Linked DNA regions of Mus musculus: all the other regions are linked to region 4. The links are chromatin contacts, called in public promoter capture Hi-C maps. All regions are on one chromosome and are shown on one strand. The core of a region is the stretch at or near the end of the contact, and the rest is flanking DNA. Distances in the headings are between cores, read along the strand shown.

What was found. Promoter capture Hi-C pulls out the DNA fragments that hold promoters and counts their contacts.
Region 1: a contact with region 4 is called in a promoter capture Hi-C map of pre-B cells, with 5 times the contacts expected there. The contact joins the promoter of Ogfrl1 here to the promoter of Kcnq5 in region 4. A contact is called at or near these places in 1 of 39 promoter capture datasets (pre-B cells), 1 of 484 Hi-C or Micro-C datasets (pre-B cells) and 1 of 115 datasets of contacts at active chromatin or transcription factors (astrocytes).
Region 2: a contact with region 4 is called in a promoter capture Hi-C map of pre-B cells. The contact joins the promoter of Efhc1 here to the promoter of Kcnq5 in region 4. A contact is called at or near these places in 11 of 39 promoter capture datasets (the C10 cell line, cranial neural crest, embryonic stem cells and 8 more) and 2 of 115 datasets of contacts at active chromatin or transcription factors (astrocytes and extraembryonic endoderm stem cells).
Region 3: a contact with region 4 is called in a promoter capture Hi-C map of pre-B cells, with 15 times the contacts expected there. The contact joins the promoter of Mcm3 here to the promoter of Kcnq5 in region 4. A contact is called at or near these places in 6 of 39 promoter capture datasets (the C10 cell line, hippocampal neurons, liver and 2 more) and 1 of 484 Hi-C or Micro-C datasets (CD4 T cells).
Region 5: a contact with region 4 is called in a promoter capture Hi-C map of liver, with 4 times the contacts expected there. The contact joins the promoter of 6720483E21Rik here to the promoter of Kcnq5 in region 4. A contact is called at or near these places in 3 of 39 promoter capture datasets (hippocampal neurons and liver).

Annotation. Positions count from the first base shown.
Region 1 is chr1:23,381,887-23,384,586 of GRCm38.p6, reverse strand. It overlaps Ogfrl1 (opioid growth factor receptor-like 1), which reads left to right and starts at 1,412. Exons shown (of 7, transcript NM_001081079.1): 1 at 1,412-1,772. The coding sequence starts at 1,536.
Region 2 is chr1:20,950,375-20,953,074 of GRCm38.p6, reverse strand. Efhc1 (EF-hand domain (C-terminal) containing 1) reads right to left here and starts at 1,449. Exons shown (of 11, transcript NM_027974.1): 1 at 1,279-1,449. The coding sequence starts at 1,341. All of the region lies in intron 1 of Gm51618 (a long non-coding RNA gene), which reads left to right.
Region 3 is chr1:20,819,037-20,821,736 of GRCm38.p6, reverse strand. Mcm3 (minichromosome maintenance complex component 3) reads left to right here and starts at 1,425. Exons shown (of 17, transcript NM_008563.3): 1 at 1,425-1,606. The coding sequence starts at 1,529. It also overlaps the pseudogene Gm20587.
Region 4 is chr1:21,960,611-21,963,310 of GRCm38.p6, reverse strand. Kcnq5 (potassium voltage-gated channel, subfamily Q, member 5) reads left to right here and starts at 1,369. Exons shown (of 14, transcript NM_023872.3): 1 at 1,369-2,130. The coding sequence starts at 1,730.
Region 5 is chr1:20,889,117-20,891,816 of GRCm38.p6, reverse strand. It overlaps 6720483E21Rik (RIKEN cDNA 6720483E21 gene), which reads left to right and starts at 1,344. Exons shown (of 4, transcript NR_040492.1): 1 at 1,344-1,709; 2 at 1,888-1,971; 3 at 2,162-2,341; 4 at 2,678-2,700. It overlaps Paqr8 (progestin and adipoQ receptor family member VIII), which reads right to left and starts at 1,269. Exons shown (of 3, transcript NM_028829.4): 1 at 1,131-1,269.

The DNA.
Region 1 (2,700 bases), core at 163-2,662, 1.4 Mb before region 4:
CAAATTCTCTGCGTGAGCATTCGTATGGACTGCTGCAGTCTTAATGTTACAGATAATCCTATCCCCTTCCCGACCCCCTGTTGTGGGAGAGGTGCGCAAAGCAAGCTGGCCTATTAAAACAAACATCTTATCAACCAAGAAACTCCCTACCTCAGACAGGTATGAACACCCCTCCCCCAATAATACTGTCAAGTTCTAATTTTGTTTGGATCTGACAAGGACTTCATCCTAATATCATCAGTTTTTATGAATGAATATCTGACCAGAACGTTCTTTTTGTGTGGCCCCTGATAGTCATAAGGTCATTAAAGGTGAAGCTAGATGCCATTCCAGAGAGAAAAACCTGGCTTCATTTTGAAGATGAGGAGACTACCGGGGTCTCAAGAAGTTACGTGACCTGTCCAAAGCCAGAAACTGCTAGTAGAGTCACACCCTACTGTGAAGTTTGGAAAGAAACAACCACTGATTTATCTGTGGAGAGGCATCTTCTAGCCAAATCTTCCTTAAGCAATACCCATCTACCTGGATTTGCAATCTATTTAATTACTAGTTCTGAGTACAATTGATGCATCTAATAAAACTAACCCATGATCCCAGGCAATGTCCCACGGCAGAAAAAATCCCATCAAGACTCAGGTGCAGGCATCGGGCCACTAGCTCCTGGAGTTGGTTTCACGCTCTGCCATTTTCAGATGCTTTGGTTGTTATTTTGCCTAGAAGTATTCTTACAGCAGGTTTGCCTCTGGTCCTTAGAACCATAGTCTTCAGCACTCCACTTAGAACCAGCCTGTTCATTGTATAAATGCCGACGTTTTTCTGCCCAGAGCACAAATGTGGACTACTCACTGATGAAATAAATGTGCTGGCCTAATTCTTCTTGCTCCTTTGTTTCGAGAGAAGTTTGCTTTTAAGATGAGGGGACAGAGAGCTCTGACTTTTATTTTATAGACCGCAGGGATTCTAGGTGGCCTTAAGTACTGTTCCCGAAGCTTGGATTTCCTGTTTAGAGGGTGCACTGTCAAGATTAGCTTTTGTCTTCTGCTGTGGCTAATTTGTCTTCCTCTTGGAGCAGCCAGTGGGGGCGGGGGTGTGGGCAGGACCGGTCTGCTGATGGAGACACCTCCTTCCACTCTCTGACCTGGGCGGGATCAGGCTTCTCGCTTGGCTGGGAGGAGCCCCAAGGGGGCGGATCCCGGTCCACAGGGGGCGGGGCAGCTGACCCCTGGCCACTCCCGGGGACCGTGGAGGGGGGCGCGTCCCGGTGGAGCTGGTGCCGCGCGCTCGGGAGTGGGTTGGCTTCGCTGGGGCGGGGCGGGGCAGGGCGGGGCGGCGGCGGGATGGGCTGGCTGGGACGCGTGCGGCGGCGGCTCCGGGGGGCCCGGCTCCTCCCCGCCTGTGCGCCGGAGCGCCGGCGGCCGCGCTGAGCTGTGCGGCGCGGGCCGGGCGAGCAGCCGCCTGCGCCCCGAGCGAGCGGAGCGCGGCCATGCCCGGGCCCTAGCGCGCTACCGCAGCCCGCGCCCGCCGCCGCCTCTTCAATGGGCAACCTGCTCGGCGGGGTCAGCTTCCGCGAGCCCACCACCGTGGAGGACTGCGACTCCACCTGGCAGACCGATTCGGAGCCCGAGCCCGAGCAGCCGGGGCCGGCAGGCGGTGGCGAGGGCCAGCAGCACGACGAGCCGGAGCAGCCCAAGCAACCTCCCGAGAGAGCCGGAGGGCGGCCCCGCGCCAGCCCCGTGCCCGAGGACCACGCCGAGGCGGCGGGCGCGGAGCAGGTACGCGGCCCCGGGACCCACGGTGGGCCCGGCGAGGTCGTGCTCCCGGCGCCCGGGAGGGGACTGCCCCCGGGGATGCAGGGCGGGATGCTCGGCGTGCTTGGCCCGGGCACCCGACCTAAGGGAGCCTGCGGTGCCCAGGTGGCTAGCTGCTAGCCCAGGGGGCCTTGCTGTGAACCTCGCAGGGAAGTCTCCCCAAGGCAGACCCCGACCCCACTCGGTGTTCTCTTTGCCTCTGCAGCGCAGCTGGGTGATGCGAAGGTGGGGTGGGAGGAACTAAACTAAAAATAGAAGATTGTGAGGAGGACCCGGCCAGTGCCTGTTATTGATTTTTTTTTAATTTTAATTTTTTAAAAAAAGATTTAAAATATTATTCAGAGCAAGACAACTGCAGTTGTGAAGCGGCCCGCAGCCTCCCCCTCCCAGCGAGGGTCCAACGGGCATTAAAAGTATCACAGAAGGTTCCTGAGCAAACTTAAAATAACACCGTTCATTTCCCCAAGAGAAACCTTTCAACGACTTGAGTATTCCTTTAACATTTACGTTCACCCAGAAGACTTGTTGATCCAACCAAGCTTAAGTCAGTTGACCAATACAATTAGGTAGATAGGTTAGAAGAGAGATAGATGGCGTCCCTTAACCTCTTGTGGCTTCAGAAACTTTTAAAAGGAGGAACTGTATATTTTTAAAGAAGTCTGCACCGTTTAAGGTTGGTGGTTCTGTATTAGGCCTCCCTCTTACAACTTGAAGGAAAATGGAGCCCAAAATCCAATGTGACTTTAGGGGAAGCATCACCTTTCCAGGAAGTCCGAGCCTTCCCATCCAGGTTAATTGAGCGTGTTATTGAATGGAATGCAATTTCCAGGTGTGCGGTCCGTTTTAATTCCCCATTTTGGAGAACTGTGAGCCTTAAAGGAAATCTTGCCCA
Region 2 (2,700 bases), core at 200-2,699, 1.0 Mb after region 4:
AAACTAAGAACCCAAATTACTGTTATCACTTGGCTTTGATATGATAGGACGTGTTTGTTGTTGTTGGGGTGGTTTGTTCTGAGCATGTGTGTGTGGGGGGATATGAGTGTATATGCACATGCCTGTTTGCATGTATGTGGAAATACATATGAAAGACCAAAGTTGGCATGGGTAGGCTGCATCAGGTAAGGGTCAGTCTAGCTAAGCGTCTTGCTTGGGTATTAAGGATCTGAACTCCACTCCTCTTATGAGAGCAGCAAGTGCTTTATCCTCTGAGCCACTTCCTTTTCACGAAGCTCCTGTTCTGTCTGGTTTGGATCTGCTGTCGTTTGGAGACAGTGACTAGCTATGTAGCCCAGGCTAGACTCAAATTGGCCACCCGTATGCCTCAGCTTCCTGAAAGCTGAGATTACGAATGTGCATCGCCACCCTGGACTTTATTTAATTTAATATTTAATTTCATCTAGATGATGACTATAAACAGTTGGGGCAAAGGAGTAAAATGCAATCTGAACGGGAGCCCTGTGTGTTGGCATGTCTTTAATCCAAGCAGTCTGCAGGCCGAGGCAGGTGGTTCTCAGGTTCAAGGCCAGCCTAGGCTGCAGACAAGATAAAACAACAACCTCCCCCCCCACACACACACACAGTCTGAAAATGAATCATGTGTGTAAGTACACACACACGGGCTACAGAAAGAGAAACATTAAGTGGTTCATTCCTATGGTTGAGACGGAAGAAATACAAGGAGAGGAGGAAGAATGCTTTACAGAGAAAAACTACAAGAAAACCAGCATGTGGGGGCGGCGGGAGGTGGGGGATTCAATTCTAGGGAAGGCTGTAGCTGGAGAGAAAAGTGACCCTTAACTCAAAAGGCCAGAGACTGGGGTGGGGACCCGTCAGGAAAGGAGTACGTGGAAAAGATGCATACACATAGAGGAAAGGGGTTGAAGGGCAGTGACCCTGAGGATTCAGAAGCGGTGAGACAAATCCAGAATGAGGCTGCTGTGGAGAGACGGTAGGAGAGGATGAAGGCGCTGAGTAGGGTTACAGTGCAGCTGGGGAGAGGCCTGGAGACAGCCTGGGGTAATCGGGCCAGAAGGCAGGTAGATGGGGCAGTAAAGAAAGAACAGGGCCACGGTGAGGACCCAGGAGGGTGAGTGGACTACCAAGAGGCCAAGCAAAATCGGCAGAGGCTGGGATGCGCGAGGACGACGGAGCCTGCGGAATGAAGGAGCGCAGAGGCGAGCCAAGTGGAGAACCCTTCGGGCTGGCCCTCACCGTGGAGTCTGTAAAGGACGAGCCCGGGAGAAAGGGCAGGCCGTGCACCGGGTTGGTCCCCATCGCTGCCCTGCAGCTGCCACCTCGGTTGCCTTTTGCCGCTCGGGTTACCCTGGCAACAAACTGCACTCGCGGGCCTCTCCAGACTCCCTGGTAACGCCAAACACACTAGTCGAGAGAGGGGAGGAGCGGCGGGGAGGAGGGGAGGATGTTAGGGGGCGGGGAAAGGGAGGCGGAGGCCAGGTCTGCGCCTGCGCACAGCACTACTGACTCTAGTGGCCACAGGACGTGGCTAATGGGTGTGGCAGAGGCGGCTCCGCCCCCTTTCTTTCCCATACTTTTCCCTTTCTCCTCAGCCCCCACTTCCTGGCTCCCAGAGGATGCAACCTAGGGGTGGGCTGAAGAAAGCGGATGTTCTTAGGCCTTGGCTCGCGCAGTGAGGTCTGGGATTGGACCACGTCCCTTTAGATCAGTTGTTACAAAGAAGTTCCTTGCTCCACGTTAGTCCTCCCAAGAGCTCAGGCACCCTTTCTCTGGGGAAAGAGCTGCTGTCCTAGTCCAGACACAATGTACAGTGGTTGCTCCCCAGTGAAAGCGCTAAATACTTCAGACTCATCAAATTATGAGGCAAGGGCTGTGGATTAGATTATAATCGACTGCATTTTCGTTGCTCAGACTTGATCCGATTTGAAGCCCCAGTCTTTCCACGGCTTCCTGGTCCCCTCTTAGCTATCTGTTCCACCGTAGATTCCTATAGATTGTGTGCTGAGGTCTCAGAACTTTACTGGGTATCTGTTGACTGAAAAGCTGGAGAGTGCCTACGCCTACCTTAGTCCTTGCTTTATAGCTATAGCATCAGTGATACATAAGAACCACAGAGGAAGAGAGAACCTTCAAAGAGAGACCGAGTCATGAGAAAGAAGTAATTCAGGGGAGTGAAATATTGTCAGGGTCATGTGTACTGCAGAGTATAGCATTTTCTGGACAACTTTTTTTTTTTCCTTTAAAAAAAAAGTGACCCCATTCCTGAAAGATCATCAGGAAAAGAAAGAAACCAAGAGTCTGTCAGCATGGGGAAATAAAAGGGAAGCTAAGATGCCCAGAGATTTTTTTCCATTATGTCTCAAATTTCCTAGGAGTTTGGTCTTTATAACATGTTTTCTGACCTAGGAATTTAGAGAAACGGTAGAGTAGTAAGCCTGAGGGAGAGTATCATGGGTCATTTGCTGCCACCAGTTAAGATGGCAGCTGCATTAGTCAGGGTTCCCTAGAGGAGCAGAACTGATGGAATGAATAAACACATTGATTGATGTTGGCTGTAGGTGCCGAAGTAAATAGAGAAGCTTACCAAGATGCTAAGCCTTCATTTTCTGAAGGGGCAAGAGGGTTCATCCTTCTTGGAAAAGGCTGGCATCCCGCTAG
Region 3 (2,700 bases), core at 176-2,675, 1.1 Mb after region 4:
AGTCACAGCTATCTCTTTGATTTTGGGTGGCTGTGCAGAAAGCTCAGATGATGATCTGAGGGCATAACCCTTCCTTCACACAGGACTTCACCTGCTTCAGAAACTCCTCAGCCAGCAGGATCACCACGGTGGTGCCATCACTAGTGTCAGTGTCTTCGGATCCGGCAATGTCCACTAAAGTCTTTGCTGCAGGATGTCCACCATCGAGGAGTTTCAGAAGTAGAAATTGTTGTTTTGCCTTGGCCATCCACAATAAGTTGCCATGAGGACCCAGGGTGGTCTTATAGCCCCAGCAATCACTTGGCAAACACAGACAATGTTACTCACGAGCTGTTACTCATGAGTTGAGGAATGCCTTGAGAGCTATCAGTCCCCTCTTTCAACAGGATAACATGGTGGGCATCATCTTGGAAGCGGCATCCGGTACCCATAACTCATCTGTTCTCCACTTCAGGGTCGCCCACTCCAAGTGTTTTCTTTGGGCTGGAGACAGAAAAAAAGGAAGTACTTTGTATACTTTGCAATGCCTTGATTTTGACTGTTTCTGCATGCTGCTTTCCAGGCAGCCTCTTAGCAATTATTTCACCTTGTAAATCAGCCTTGGCCCATTAGTGCCTAAGGCAGAAAGCCAACAGATAGCAAGCAAAGCAAGCATGTGAACAGCAGTGGAACCCTTAGATATACTAACTATGCTTTTTTTTTTTTTAACAATCTGATTTTCTGCTTATCTATCTCATGACCTTGTGAAAGTGGGGAGAAATACGAATTATATATCTCTGTGTCTTCAAGGTTACAGATCAAGATACAGCAAATCAAGGCTGTGTTAAAGGCAATAGCATGATTCCGTGAATAAAATTTGTCTTTACACCATTTCTAACTTGCTCTTGGAATACTAGTGATGGCTTACTGGAGAATTTTGAATTCAGATTCCTCATTTTGTATAGGAGGAAATGAAGGCTAGAAGACAAAGTGTGTTAGAATCAATAATATGGAGGCTAAAGAGATGGGTCAGTGGGTATCCTGTTCGTCTTTCAAAAATACAAGGTGGAGAAAGATTGAGGAAGACACCGGATATCAACCTTTGGCCTTCATTTGTACCTGTGCATATGGGGTGCAAACTTAGACCTCCCCCCTCAGTAAATCCTAACTTCCGATTTGACAAAACTTCCTACAGGCAAAGAAAAAAAAAAAAGAAAAGAAAAACAGGGGGTGAGGTGGGAAGGACCACAACTCCCAGAATGCAGTGCTTCCTAGCCTTCCTGTTGCTCAATTTCCAGGGGGTGGGTTTTGAGCGTCCTCTCTGTACCATTGGTCAGACTTCCTATTAGGGCGGAGAAAGTGACCATTTCTCTCCAATCCAGGCACGGAATGAAAGGCTATTGAAGTGGTTAGCCAATCATAACGCGTCTCTGCTCCATGCTTCCTCCACCATAAACTTCCGTGGCGGGAAAACTTGGGAAGTTTTGGCGCCAAGGCGGTGTCACGCGTTTCCGGACTGTTTGGTGGCCGGCGATTTCGGAGCTGCGACATGGCGGGCACAGTAGTGCTGGATGATGTGGAGCTGCGGGAAGCGCAGAGAGACTACTTGGACTTCCTGGATGACGAGGTGAGGCTCGGGCCGCGAGCCCGGTGCTGGGGTCCCGCGGGTGACCGGGCACGGCTGAGGGGGTTCCCGCGGGTGACCGGGCACGGCTGATGGGGTTCCCGCGGGTGACCGGGCACGGCTGATGTGGTCCCCGCGGGTGACTGGGCACGGTGCTGGGGTCCCGCGGGTGACCGGGCACGGCTGAGGGGGTTCCCGCGGGTGACCGGGCACGGTGCTGGGGACCCCGCGGAGGACCAGGGCCGCTGATAACTTCTTTTCTCTGCAACTTCCTGTTATCTTTTTTTCTCTCCTAAAGATGTACCTCCAGATTTTAAAAGTTACATTCTTTTCATGTATTAGTTTCGTTATGAAATTTCATAAACACATAATGTATTTTGGTCATATTTCTTTCTTATCACTCCCTCTTATAATTACTGCTACTGATCCCCATAGCCTACTTGACATGGTACCCAGGCCTTGTGCTTGCCGTCTTCCTCTGAGCAGCCTATTTTTCTTGAAACCTCTTACATTAGGATATGTTAACTATACATACGGGTTACATTATGAAACTTCATAAGCACATAATGTATTTTGATCATTTTCATTTTCTCATTATCTCCTCTTGTCATTTTCTTGCTCCTGTATATCTTCATGAGTTACTAGGGTTTTCTCCAAAGTAATTTAGTTTGTCTCTAAATTCATGTGTTCCCCCCAAACCCCACACAACTTGCAAGGAGACTGGTCAGGTGTAAACAGGCTCTTCTTTGGAAAAGCTAATGTAACTGGCTCAGAGCCCTCAGATTTAATGACTGGCCTGATGCTGGTGAGGGTAGGAGCGAGACTAACAATTTATGACAGCTCTCTTTTTAGTGAATCAAGTGTTTTGTATGCAGGTAAAATGGGTTTAAGTGTAATCCAAAATTTAAAGCTATAGGATGTTGATGAGCCCTGGAAGTTTGTTGATCAATGAAAAGCAATTTAAATTTGAATTTTAAGAGTATTTAAATTACATTTCAAATATACATCATGATTTTGAAATATGTCTACAGTCAGGTGTGCTAACATCCAGATTTTAAAGTTAAATTTTCATATTGCAAGTTTTTTTGTTTGTTTTT
Region 4 (2,700 bases), core at 120-2,619:
CTGAGTGTTGATGCTTGGCTCACACGTGGTACTGCTGCCAGCTGCACAGCGCTAGGGGTTAGTAGTGCCTACTGCCCAGAGGTTTGAAGGGAAACAAGGTCTTGCTGAGTAAGAACCAGGAAGAGGTCTTCACAAAACAATAACGATAAAAATAAAAGTAAAACTCTTAGCTGACGTTCTGACTGTAGAAAGCAGCTGTCTGTGGGCGTGGGTGTATGCACGGGGTGTATGTGTGGGTGTGTTGGTAGAGTATTATCTGCTATGGGTGAGACAACCAAGATAAGATTTTTGCCTTAGTGTTGGCTGGTATTCATGGAAGTGAAAAAAGGCTCAGGGATGGCCACTTTGCTACTGACTACCATGACTTTGTGTTGAAAGCATAGTTCAGTTGAACTTGGCGATTATTACTTTTTTTTTTTTAAATATTTGGGAGGAAGGCTGCTCTATTAGAAGGAGTTCCCAATCCTGGTGTCCTCTCAGTTTCCCCATCGCTGAATCTGTTGTTTAATTGCTAACAATATTTTTGAAAGGCGGAGTTCTGAGCCAGCAGCACCATAATCTCACTCTCATCCAAGAGAAGAGATGGGCTTTGGGGCGCCCATTTTCCAGAGGTGGTGGGGGATGCAGTCAGTGGTTCCCTTTTCTCTAACATTGTAAGTTACAGCATCCTGTCTGAGAGGCAGGTCCTGGACTCACTATCCTCCATGATCCCTCTCGAACTCCCTGGGGACGCCACAGTCGCGGCGGAGATTTAAGCAGTTTTATGACTTTCTTTCACTTACATGGAAATTTCTGGAAGGAGAGAAGTGGGCTCCTTTTCCCAGGCTGCTCTGTCAGGAGGAGCTCCCTCACCACGAAGGAGCTACTTTGGAGTTTTACGCCCTCCCCACACCCCACCCCTGGGGATGGGAAGGATGTTCTGCGACTCGCAGGCTTGTTGTCTGAGGCTAGGATGGAAAGTCACAGCCTGCAGGCTGGATTGAGTCGCGGGAAGCTGCTGGGTCCCTGCCTGGCTCTCTCCGGGTGTGTCCATTGAACTGCGGTGGGCTGGTCCCCAGCGCGGGAACCCAAGCGCCACTGCCAGAAGCTTAGCCCCCGCTGGCTCGCTCCTAGGCTAGCCAAAACCTGGAGGGTAGGACAGAACCTTTCCTGCCCACACCCATCACCCGAGGATGGCAGGACCAGGCGCGGCATAGCAGCGGGAGAAGCCCAGAGACCCGCTCGTCCAGTTTATTCAAGAGGCAGACTTCGCCCTCCGGACAGCTCCGAGTCCCAGGAAGAACCGAACCAAACTCATCCTGGGAGACCGACTTAGGGTCAAGCCGGTATTCTGCCGGGGTGCAGGGGACAGACAGACTCGAACCCTGCTGGGTGTGCACGCGTGCGAGCGTGCCTCCGGGCATCCCGCACACCCTCAGTCCCGTGTGCCGACACTCCTCGGGGAGGAGGGAGTGGCAGCCACCAGACTAAAGGAAAGCGAGGGACACCTCACAAAGTGACGCCCCCAACAGGTCCGGATTTGGAATTGGAAGCGGCAGAAATCCGGACCTCCCCGGGCCTGCTCCGCACACCCCGCCGCCCCCGCCCGGAGCCCCGACTCTAGGCTAGTCCGCCCCCCCGGGGCGCCCCGTCGGCTGCGGGTTTCCTCCTGCAGACCTGCCCGCGCACATGAAGCCGCTGCCCCCGCCGCAGGCGCCAGCGCCCCCCTCGCGGTGCCCGTGGTGATGCCATGCCCCGCCACCACGCGGGAGGAGAGGAGGGCGGTGCCGCCGGGCTCTGGGTGAGGAGCGGCGCGGCGGCGGCGGCAGGCGCGGGTGGGGGGCGCCCGGGCAGCGGCATGAAGGATGTGGAGTCCGGCCGCGGCAGGGTGCTGCTGAACTCGGCGGCCGCCAGGGGCGACGGCCTGCTGTTGCTCGGCACCCGCGCGGCGGCGCTCGGCGGAGGCGGCGGCGGCTTGAGAGAGAGCCGCCGGGGCAAGCAGGGGGCCCGAATGAGCCTGCTGGGGAAGCCGCTCTCCTACACCAGCAGCCAGAGCTGTCGGCGCAACGTCAAGTACCGGCGGGTGCAGAACTATCTGTACAACGTGCTGGAGCGACCCCGCGGCTGGGCGTTCGTCTACCACGCGTTCGTGTGAGTACCCGCGCCCCCACTTCCGACCCCGTGTGCCCCTAGCCATGCCCTCTGTTGGGGAGCCCCGGGGCGCACTTGGCGCCCGCGCCCTGGCCTTAGGCGCGGAAACGCGTGCGCGCTCACACGCAGAGCTACACACACGTGGTGGTTTTTATTTCTTTGCACGTGTTGCCATCGGCCCTCTGGAGCCCTCAATCTCTCTCGTCCCACCTCTCGCTCTGGTTCACATAGAGCCCTTTTGCCCCAAAGCACCCAAGGGACTAACGGGTCAGTTCCAGGTACCTGGGTGATTGAAGGCAGAAGCCGGACTTAGGCGACTCAGATAATCGGGAGCGATTAGGTCCTGATATGCGGAAAGTTAACTGAGTGGGGCGCCCAGGAGCTGGGGATAGCTCCGGGAGGTTGTGCACCATCCCGAGACTGGAGAGACTGGGAGGGCATGACCGGGTGGGATGGAGTGGCGAGGAGAAGGTTAAGAGTGGGTCCACAGTCAGCTCTGGGGTCAAGCAGAGGAAGCTGCTACGTGATGGAGAGAGAGAGAGACTAGGTTGTAAGCGCGCCCGGAAACAC
Region 5 (2,700 bases), core at 95-2,594, 1.1 Mb after region 4:
CACCTACATCATACGTGCTCTGCCCAAAGCGCAAAAGGTAGATATCCCGTGTGTATCGGAAATCTCACTTGAAGACCATTCCTTTCACCTTAGTCTCTCCTCGTCGCACCCCCAAGCAAAACCATTTCTAACCCAGGTCAGAAATATGAGGTGCAACGTACGCAAGACAAAGTGCTCACCAGGACCAAGGGTCTCTCTAGTATTCCTGGGTACCTATAACTACTCAGAGAGTTGAGGCAGTTGGCTGCTTCCTTGCTCTTGGCAACTGATCACCCTTTCATAGGTCCCCCAGTACTCCTAGACTCGCGAACGCTGCTGGGTCCTCACTTGTCCTGTCTAGGGTTCCTCAATCTGCTGTCAAGGGAATACCCTCTTGAGGTGTCCACGGCCACCTCCACTGAAAGGACAGCATTCTCAACTGGCTGATATACTCCCAGCACTGTCCCGCCGGCCACCTCCGCCCCTTTGTGCTTTCCCACCGCTCGGTCTACCATAGCCTCTAAATCTGAAACCTACAGCTATCAGCACAACTCTCTGCGGTGTCTCCTTGGAGAATCCCGCTCCATCTTCCTCAAGAAGTTCATGCCTCTCTCACCTTACTCTTTCCGGGAGGGGGGTTCCCCTCTCTTGGGCACCCCCTTCCGCCCTGTTCTTCCTCTACTCGGCATTCCCCTCCGGGATTCCGTTCCCCTCTGCCCTGTGGAGGGCGCCCCAAGAATGCGCACAGGACTACTCCTCCTTTACATCCTTCCTCTCCGGTTCTCTGGGCTCAGACACCCTCAATTCACGGTCGTGACATCTACTTCAAATCCCCGCTCCCCAGGCTCCTCACCATCGCAGTCCGGATTTCCTAGCCCTTCAGGGCTCTGCAGTTCCCCAACTCCACGGTTTGGACTGTCTGCTGTGCATTCTGAAAGCCGATATTAAAACTCTAACATTGGGTCCCAGCTCGGGCCGCTAGGTTCCGGGCACCTGGCAATGAGGGTCTACATCCTCCCTACAGGTCGGGTCAGGCGCTCCTCTACGCCGAAATCCTGACGTCCCCGCCTCCCGGCTCTGGCAGAGACTCCCCAGCATCTCAGTGGAGACCTGCACCCTGCCCGACCCCCACCCCCACAGTCGGGACTTACGAACACCAGCGCGGCCGAGCTCCTGCAGCCCAGCTCCGCCAGCCGCACTCCCGACTCCAGCTCCGGGAGAGCTCTTTCTGAGCCTCCCCGACCGCCGAGGGCTCTGCACCCGAGAGCGGCCGGGAGGAGGGGACAACCCGGATGGCGACGCCCAGCTCCGCCCTTTCCCGGCCCAGGGGAGGGCTGCCCAGCCCGGTGCACACTCTGCTGCTACAGCCACCGCAGCCCAGCCGAGGAAGTTGACTGACGCCGCTTCCTTCCATCCTTCCACCCACCTTTAGACCCTCGCACCCACCCCCAGACCTTCTTAATTGCAAACCCCTCGGGGGCTTGAGACAGCCAGGGATGCGGTTTGCGCTCTGTGTTCTTTCCCAAAACCATTTCCTAAATCCCTTGGGGGGGGGGGGGTGGATAAAAAAACTTCATCTGCCATTTCCAATCCTGGCCTTCTTTCCTCTCATTGCTCTAGGGTGAACTCGGTATAATGCCCAGGAAATCACGCTGTGCATCCCATGAAGGCCCTGCGGACACATTTTCACATCCCCGTGCAAGACTCATACTTCTGCTGCGGTTGCATGTGTGAGTGCATCATGCATGTCACTGGACACACGTATGCTGTGCCAAGCAGACCCCTCTACCCGCCCCACCCCACCCCCATGTAACCTCCATTCACTAAGTCTGCCCGCAGTGACTGCAGTTGTTCTTCACCCACAATACACCCTGTATGCACCATAATTTTTTTTTTCAATCCATTTAGGAAGTAGGACCATCAGTTAACAAATTGAATTGGCTTTGCTGCTGAAAAGCTGCCAGCATCGTTCAGAAGAAAGGGAATGGAAAGGTCAGATCCCGGGAAGATGGCCTGTGTCAGCTCGCCTGTACGAAGAAGGCCCATCTTTCCTACTGTTCTGAGACAGTTCTGGACTGAGTTTGGGCTCTTTTCATTTAAACCCACCCTGTTCCAGGGAAGAATCTAACCATGTTTTTACCATTCCCAGTATTTAAAAATCTGTTATTTGGTGTATCTTCAGCAAAATATCTGGAAGCAAAGTGAACTGTTCATACAGTGGGATTTCGTTCACTCCGTAAATGAAGATGTTTGGATTCTGGGATGTTATGGGCAGGCTGAAGCAGATTCGGACCCCGAGAGAGTCCAGGGACCTGTCTCAGTGCAGGGCTTTCCCCACAGGACAGTGACCCGGTGTGCAAAGGTGCGTGCGAAAGCTCAGGAGGCTCTGGGATGCACCTGCTGCCTTAGCTTGAAGATGTCCAGGCTGCCCTTGTATCCTGGGAAGCTGTGGCCGTCCATATTAGCCAATATTTCTTATTTTAGCCAGAGACCTCAGCCATAAAGTGATACTATAAGAGGAAGGAACCCCTGCCACCCTCTGCCCCGCCCCCACACATACATTTCTACTCAGACCTAAACTAGAAACAATATTAAAAGTCCCCAAATCTGAGGGTCTACCCTAAGGTTCATGTCAGCTGATGTGAGCCACATCAGTAACCATAGAGTACATGAAGTGCGTCTCCTTCTGTTCTTGCAGCACCTTCCACCCCGGGAGAGCTC